Regions from separate parts of the Bombyx mori genome. Here region 2 is linked to region 1. The links are chromatin contacts, called in public Hi-C maps. All regions are on one chromosome and are shown on one strand. Each heading gives the region's core, a stretch centred on a gene start, on an enhancer-like site or on the middle of the called end of the contact. The rest is flanking DNA. Distances are from core to core; before and after follow the strand shown. Region 1 holds the start of LOC733017 (NADH dehydrogenase). Region 2 holds the start of LOC101738470 (protein lin-37 homolog).

Region 1 (4,138 bases), core at 717-3,216:
ATGTAATAAGTAGGCTAGTAGATTGACTAAACATCACACAACCAAATTAAAGTACCAAGTACCAGGATCATGTACAGATTACTTTACATGACCAAAATTTTCCTAAGTGTAGTATTCCTACTAATCCACTATTTTTATCTTTCTACTGTTTTAATGGGCTATGTAGTTTATTATTAACTAAAACCCAAATATAGATAAATGGGAATGTGAGATTGAAATATCTACTAACACCAGAAAATACTTACAAGGGTCTTATAAAATTAGCAAAATAAAGCAAACATTCCCTTACACAAACGGCATTTATCAGTGATTGTGCTAATGGTACAGAGTCATTCTCAGCTGCAGCCGGGAGCGATGACCAAAAGAAGCTGTGCCACTCGGGTTCCTCGAACATATATGGTAATACTCTGGTAAGAAGACGTGCACAGTTCAATGCTGAAAGAAAGAAAGTGCACAGTTCAATGCTGAAAGAAAGAAAAAGTGATTTTTTCTTTACAAACTATTGTATTACTAATCTGTATGGTATGGTCTTGGTCAAAATTTTTATAGTATTTTTTAATTGTTATTTTGAGAAAGAACTTGAGACAGAAATATTGTTTTCAGCTGCATTTTGATGATGTAGACCTGAGAGTGGACGAAACAATTGTGATACTTTTTTGGGCAAAAAAGGTGTTCAGTAAATTTCTCACCGATCAGCTGTTCTCTCTGCGTCCTACAGCTGCTGTCCACGACCTTGACGAGTTTTTCCACAGCCTTGTAAACCAGCGTTGCTAAATTATTAGGAGATTCCTCGCGCAAGGCACGTATCTCCGCACCGGGAACCAATGCGAATACATCTTGTACGTTGGTTACGCTCTCTGACCAGAACTGATCCCAGAAGCTATCGTCCAACGCATCTATAGGCTGCAAAATACATAAATCGATGAAACTAGACTGATTTTTATTTCATTATTTTTCTTCGAATTGGTGCTCAATTACCTGCGACTTTGAAGTTAACTGGACAACCGCCTTTCGAAAGTTTAATTTTGTGTCAGCATTACCCATCTTGTCTTTTATTATTTAATTTGAAAACAATAACTTCATATCAACATACGTTCACACAAAACAATAAATTAAAAAACGTCACTTTTGGCACAGAGTATTTACTTAGATCTATGACTTATATATTCAATGACTTATCTATGAATTAAGTTAGAATCTACTACTATATAGGTCTATGGAATCTACACGTTCATTTTGTCAATACATTAACTAGCCATCAACAGTAATCAAAAATGACATCATTACATTATTTTATGAAATTGTCGATAAAATTTAAGAAAATGTAAAATTTAGTAGCAGTCTTCATAATAAGTTCGAAATTTCTTTTAGGTTTTTGAGCATCAAACACCAAGTAATGTGGATCCATTTATGTCTTTCATTGTTTGAAATGAGTTGAATGAATTGATTAATATATGTACCTAGCTGGTTCTAACGCCTTTACATATACCTATATAGTAGGGACATCCTATATAGTAGGGATAGTAGGACAAATCCATTTTTCGGTCGGAATCGATTGATCATGACACCTACTGCTTAATGGCAGAAAGAGGTAGGGTGGTGGTATCAACCCGTGAGGACTCACAAGGCGTCCTACCACCAGTAATTACGCAAATTATAAATGCGGGTTTGATTCTTATTACACGATGTTATTCCTTCACCGTAGAAGTCAATCGTAAATAATTAACTGTTTAGTAAATATTTCGTTGGAAAAACTGGTACCTACCTGCGGCATTTGAATGCATCGCGGGCATCTTATACCTTAGGCCAAGACGACTTCAATAAATTAAATTAACTCTGTTTTGAAAAAAATAAATACCTGTCTGAGCTAAATGTTTTGGCTCTTTATGTACCTATACGTGACAGCTGACACAGTTTATCGATTGCAGTTGTATTAAAGGTTTTGGCAACCCAGGCTTTCGGATTCGATGAGAGAGAATTGCTGAAAGAAAATAAAGCATTTCGTGAGCTTGAAGAAATGGCTGCTGCGAATATTTTCCGAAGTGCTTTCGGTGGTCTATTACGGAGATCAACAACGTATAGAACGTCCGTAACATGTCGTCTTTCGACCGTTGCGTTGCAGCAAAAGTTCAGCACAATTAAAGCCGCTGTCAAAATATACAAAAGTCAGGCCCTTCAGAATGGGGTAAGACTCTTATCTACTGATATAATAAAATGCATTTTGGGCCGTATAGTGATCATTATATTACAATGAAATATTTCCTTAACATTATATTATTATAAATTTCTCGAGTCTGTTTTAAACAAAATCAATATAACCTCAATTATTATTGCATAACAAAATTACAGTGATAACTCGAACTGTTTAGGTACCACAATCACATCGGTACTCGACAGGCGTGCAGTCTAAGCTTTCGGTTCAGGAAATCGAGGAGCGAGTCCTGAAAGTGTGCAAGGCTTACGACAAACTCAGTGCTAGTCAGGTACATAATATTCATTTAGAAATATTTTGTTTCAGAACGAGAAACATGGTATCCGCAAGTACAGCGGTGGCCCTCCCCTCACCTTAGACCTTATAAAAAGTAGAGTACTGCTTGTACTTCAACTTTATGACAAAATTAACCCTGAACAGGTTAGATTGTGGAAATTTTATTACAGTCAGTGCAAAACTGGTGGGGCATAAAGTTTTATTCTAAGATAAAGAAATATAAAATAATTTTTCTCTTATTTTTCAGTTGACTGTAGATAGCCACTTCATGAATGATCTGGGTCTTGACTCACTGGACCATGTTGAGGTCATAATGGCAATGGAAGATGAATTTGGATTTGAGATACCGGATGGTGATGCAGAGAGACTGGTCAGACCAAAAGACATTGTCCAATACATTGCTGACAAGGAAGATATTTATGAATAATAAAAAAAATATAAACTTCATAATTTTGGACCAGTTGTATTTTTGAAACGATAACAAACCAAACACAAAATTGCATTTTCTTAATTTACAACTGGCCTAAAAGTATTGTTTAGTGATTAGACAACTTTTGTTTTAATTTTACACAAACGTTATCAGTGCACTTCAGACCATTGTGTAAAAAGTGTAAGTTTTGTTTTTAATTATATGCCTGTTAGAATAGATCATTTGTATTTCATTTGATCTGGTGGTACATTATCTGATAATAAAATAGTAAATAGATCACATTTTATTTCATTCATAATTCATGCTAAATAAGCATTTGACTCGAGAGTCCCTTTTTTTTAAAAGAGAAAATGCCTTAAATCTGTACTATTATTTGTCATTAATTTTTATTGATTTTCAAAACTGCTGGAGTATTTTGTATTTCAAGGTGGGCTATGTCCTATATGATGGTAAGTGGCTACCATTACTAATGGATCTTGACAATGACACACATAAAGCTACTAAATAAGAACTTATTTCAAACCTTGTTTGAAGAAAGATGTTGGGTGATTATGATGGGACATGACATGAAGGACAGCAGTGCATACTTGATAACATTGCCTTCCTCTTGCCAGAATATTGGCAATTGCTAACATGCCTGGAGCAGTGATCCTGTTTTTCCAGAAAAGCCAGGTGAACTCAGGAAGTCACTCAAACAATAAACTTAAGCATGCTAGTACTCTTGAAAGACAAAATTTTCATTAAAATACCAAATCTTAATTAGTTTTATACTATCTTATAAATGACAATTTCATATAGATTCTGTGCCCTGCAGAGTAGATGAGCAGTGGTGTTCAACTTAACTGATCATAGATTGTAGCATAACACAGAAATACTGAAATATGGCATCATTCGTTGTGATTGGTGTTTAGCTTCACTTGGAGGAAAACTATTTTCCCAAAAATGAAGTCATGATTTTGAAATCACTTTTTTTTAAAGCGATGTTTTTTGAATGAAGTTAAAAGTCATTGTCTGATAATATTTCATTAAATAGGTCAGGGTTTAGGGTATACCTTTTCTAGTCTTATGGGTTTTTTTGTACCTTTAACAGGAATATAAAATAATATCATACAATAGAATAGAATCATCCAATAAAAATAAATATTTTATCTCTAGTACTAAATCGCTGTTCCTATTTTTATCCATATATTATATATAATAATTATTATTTAATTTTATCT
Region 2 (4,138 bases), core at 976-3,475, 150 kb before region 1:
AAAGCTATTCATAAACATGACAATGTGTTGCTGTTTTGACTAGATTAATTTCCCTTAACTGCGTTTGAACTCCCTGTCAAGTGTCCTTCTATATTCTTTGTCACTTGATGAAGCTGTTGTGGCCTAAGTGATAAGAAGCCCGGTGCATTCGTATCAAGCGATGCAATGGGGTAGGAATCTGCAGTCAGGTACCATTTTTTCTAGTAAAATAAGTACATAACAAATGTTCATGATTGACTTCCACTGTGATGGAGTAAAATCGTGTATTAAAAATAAAACCCATAAAATTATAATCTGTATAATTAGTGGTGGTAGGACGTCTCATGAGTACACAGGTAGATAACACCACCCTGTTTATTTTTGTCGTGAAGCAGTAATAGATTTTGCTTTGAAAGGTGGGGCGGGGCAGCCATTGTACTGTAAAAGGTTGGTGGTATTTAGGTTGTAGATGTTTATGGGCTCCAGTAACCGTTTAACACCAGGTGGGGCATGATTTTTTCCAACGAAATAAGAAAAAAAGCATATTTATTACTCATTTCATCCTTAAGTTTTTTTATTCTAAAAATATTATATAGCAAAGCTCTAGATAGTTTCTATAGCCAGGGTGATATTACTGCAGGAATCTAGCAAGTGCTGGAATATTTTCTTTTATGTAATTTAAGAGTACCTAGCGTGCTAGAGGAAGAGCACCAGCTAGATGGGTGGACCAATTTAAGGAGGTGACTAGAGGCCAGATACAGGAAGCGGTACTTATGGCGCAGAACCGGACCGAGTGGAGGAGATTGACATACAGTCATGATCCTCAGCATAGAGGGAACGACCAGAAAGAAGTCACCTCACACAGAAAAGTACCTTAAATTTTTTCATGAAATATTAATTCAGTAAGGACTCAAAGCTTCATTTATTATATATGAGCCCTATAGATAAGCAGATGAGCTCAATGACCATTTGATGATGTAATAACATATTACACCAAGTACCATTTTGCTTCAGGAACAACAAAAAATGTTTTTTTTTATACCTGTCTTCTTTTTCTTTTTCTTCTTTTCAACAGTTATAATCATTCCAGGTATAGGTTGGATAGTGCTTCGTTGACCTTTCTTCTTTTGTGCTTGAGCTACAATCTCAGGTGTAAGTCCAACCGGAAGTCCATCATTTTGCCTGGCCCTGAACTGTTTTCCTTTGCTTTCATACAACGGTACCTCTTCTTGAGGTACATAACCTTCTTTTATTCTTCTCGGCTTGCGCCAGGTTCCATCAGGTCTTTGAGTTGCAGGAATGAATTTACTCCCTTGAATGTTGAAATTTTTAAAAGTTAAGTTTAAATTAATTTTGTAAAGTTTTTGTAATTAGTTTTATCTTTGAAAATCAGTAAAAGTTAAGCTCGATTAGAAATATATAATAGACTGTTAATTAACAATAATAGGTAATATATTTGGATGAAAAATTCAAGTATTTAAAGGACAGTTCTTCCTATAATTATTGTGTGAAACGTTAAACTCTAATGTTTACAAAAAAATCGTATTGTATCAATTAATTCGAATATCTTCAATCACACGAAACGTGGTTAATGTGAAAACTACTAGAGAAAGCGGTGAGGCTTGAAAATTCTTCAATCGTGAATTTTTTTGTACACTAACCATCAGCGTCGTGCTCATAAGCCGTTGGTGTTGACATTATAATACATAAGATTTCAATTTGTATTTCAACATTTATAAATCACGGCAATGTATTCTTAAATAATGAGCTATTTTCGTGGTACTCTACACAGTCAAACCAAGATTCACACAAGAAACTATTTTGACAAATAAAATATTGAACCGCTTTGTTTGACACATAACAGAGGGACCATAGATTGTTACTTTTTACATATATAGCACTCGGTTTCTTTCTCTGCCATCGTTACTCGTGTCGAGTTTGATGGTTTAATTTTATTATTTCAAAGATACATTAAAATACTTTGTTAAATGAGAAATAAGATTAATTTATCTGAAATAAAATGATATGATACAAAATTAAAGGAAATAGTATGCTAGTAAGATGAGAATTGACTGCTATTTTAGTTAACTTTTGAGAAAATATCAAGAATTCTCGTCTAAATACTTATGAGTAGTTTTTACATGAAAAAAAAACATATTAAAATCCACTATCGTCACCTTTTTTAACTTATCCTATAATATTATATCCTTTTTGTAACTTCAAGATTTCTCCAAAAAAAAAAACAGCATTCAACAAAAAACACGAATGTAGACCCAAAGTTAGAGTAGCCAATGGCCTTATACAAATTAAAAAAGAACAAATTAAATATACTGTGCACATCTCATTTGTTTTGATTAATTATTTTAGTTATTTTAATTTTAAATAGATTCAAGGAGCAGGTTTAAAAATGCGTAAACGAAGAAGGATTTTCACTCCAATCAAAAACAAAGGAAAGAGTATAACGCAATTCCCTCAAATTTCTAATAAAGGTTTGATCAACATAACGAACTTTAATACACAATTGTAGGATATAAAATTTTCCTGATATGGTAGTCTCGTTGGTTGGTGGTTAAACTTTTAGCTTAGGGGAGGACCATGTTCGATTTGAGTTTCCTTCAATAAAGATGCAGAATATTGAATATCGAATATAAATTCTTAATTTAAAAACGAATTTTTTTGCTGAACTGTTTTAAATTCAAAGCTTACACCGGATTCGTATCTATAATTATCTATTGTATTCCCGCGTCTAGTTTATTATATATAATGTCAGTCATCATAAAATCACTAACACGCTAGTAGTCGAAGATCCTGATAAATGCAAAGTATTTAAAATGTCGTGAAAGTAAGATACGCGTGATTAGAGCGAAAAAATAGTTACAATTACATCTTTTAAAAACTGAAGAAAATAGTATATCACATATTTTAATGTTTTTTGTTTAAACAAACAGTAAAAGAGGTGACAACTGCTCGAGGGAGGCTGCAGGGAGCGTTAATGGAAATATTGGAACCGGCATTGGATTCTGATGACTCTACTGAACTTACACCAGGGAAAAGAAGGTATTTATTCATAGATATCTATTATACATTTTAAACTAGAATTGCATTATATTTAATATAGTTTAAGCTAATAAATAAGACTGAGGCCATTGAGACTTCGAGGAGTTTGTCATGATAGTTGATTGATGAAAAATCAAACTAGACACAACCATCAACGATTAAGATCATGACAACAGAAGAAAAGTAGACCAGCTAAAATTAGATTTTGTTATAAGACAATTTTAGTTAGCCAGGTTAATAACCAGAATAAATGTATATGAATGTAACACAGGATTCCTAAAGTTAACCAATATAGTACAGACCATTACAGTATTCACACCTAAATTTGTGTAAACATCAATAGCCTATGTAGGGTTTTAACATATAAGCTACTAGCAGACCCGGCCACACGTTGCTGTGGCTAAGGTTTTTGTTTCTAAATAACACGCCGCGTGGCCGGCTATGCTAATATCAAAAATTGACAAAGTAAGAACAATTGGATTTCACTGTATTGCGCTTACTACGAAATAATTTTTACTTAAACTTTAGCCTCAGCAACACGTGGTGTTTGTGCCATTAAATTGTAGCTTATGTGAAACTTTGGTATTTTTAACATAGCGCCATCTATGAGATAATAATGTCAGACAACCGATTTAAGGCGCCATCTGTTTTAGATTTATGAAACTTCAATTAATAAAAAAAATCAACATAAGAAATCATTTTATTGTTAATTAATAAATATTGCGACCATTAATCGAAATAAAAACCATCCTATCTTTCAAATTGGATCAAACTGCACACGGTGTGCAAATTTAATTTAAAATCGGTTAAGTCGCTTAGGAGTCTATCACGGACAAACAATGTAACATATGATTTATATATATTAAGATTATAAATTGTTAAGTCACATCAAAATCTTTTAACTTCAAAGATTAACAAACGTCTATCCATCCCCACAAACATTCTCATTTAAAACATTGATAGAATCAGAATATGAAATCACCTTCACAGACAATCAGATCAAGATGAAACCTATGTATCGGAAGAAGAAGATATTCACTCACAAAAACAATCCCAGCGGCAGTCATATGTTCTCAAACTGTTCGATAGGAGTGTTGACTTG

Evidence for each region. A called contact is a pair of places that touch in the nucleus more often than the background predicts.
Region 2: a contact with region 1 is called in a Hi-C map of whole pupa, with 2.5 times the contacts expected there. The contact joins the promoter of LOC101738470 here to the promoter of LOC733017 in region 1. A contact is called at or near these places in 4 of 7 Hi-C or Micro-C datasets (middle silk gland, posterior silk gland and whole pupa).

The regions. Positions count from the first base shown.
Region 1 is chr8:14,895,286-14,899,423 of ASM3026992v2, reverse strand. LOC733017 (NADH dehydrogenase) reads left to right here and starts at 1,966. Exons shown (of 3, transcript NM_001110314.1): 1 at 1,966-2,185; 2 at 2,370-2,483; 3 at 2,736-3,197. The coding sequence starts at 2,018. The coding sequence ends at 2,915. It overlaps LOC101743873 (protein HID1), which reads right to left and starts at 1,139. Exons shown (of 17, transcript XM_012697981.4): 1 at 979-1,139; 2 at 690-903; 3 at 290-435. The coding sequence starts at 1,044.
Region 2 is chr8:15,047,837-15,051,974 of ASM3026992v2, reverse strand. It overlaps LOC101738470 (protein lin-37 homolog), which reads left to right and starts at 2,225. Exons shown (of 6, transcript XM_004923608.3): 1 at 2,225-2,468; 2 at 2,928-3,036; 3 at 4,027-4,138. The coding sequence starts at 2,387. It overlaps wibg (Wibg protein), which reads right to left and starts at 1,804. Exons shown (of 3, transcript NM_001046823.1): 1 at 1,641-1,804; 2 at 1,022-1,291. The coding sequence starts at 1,677.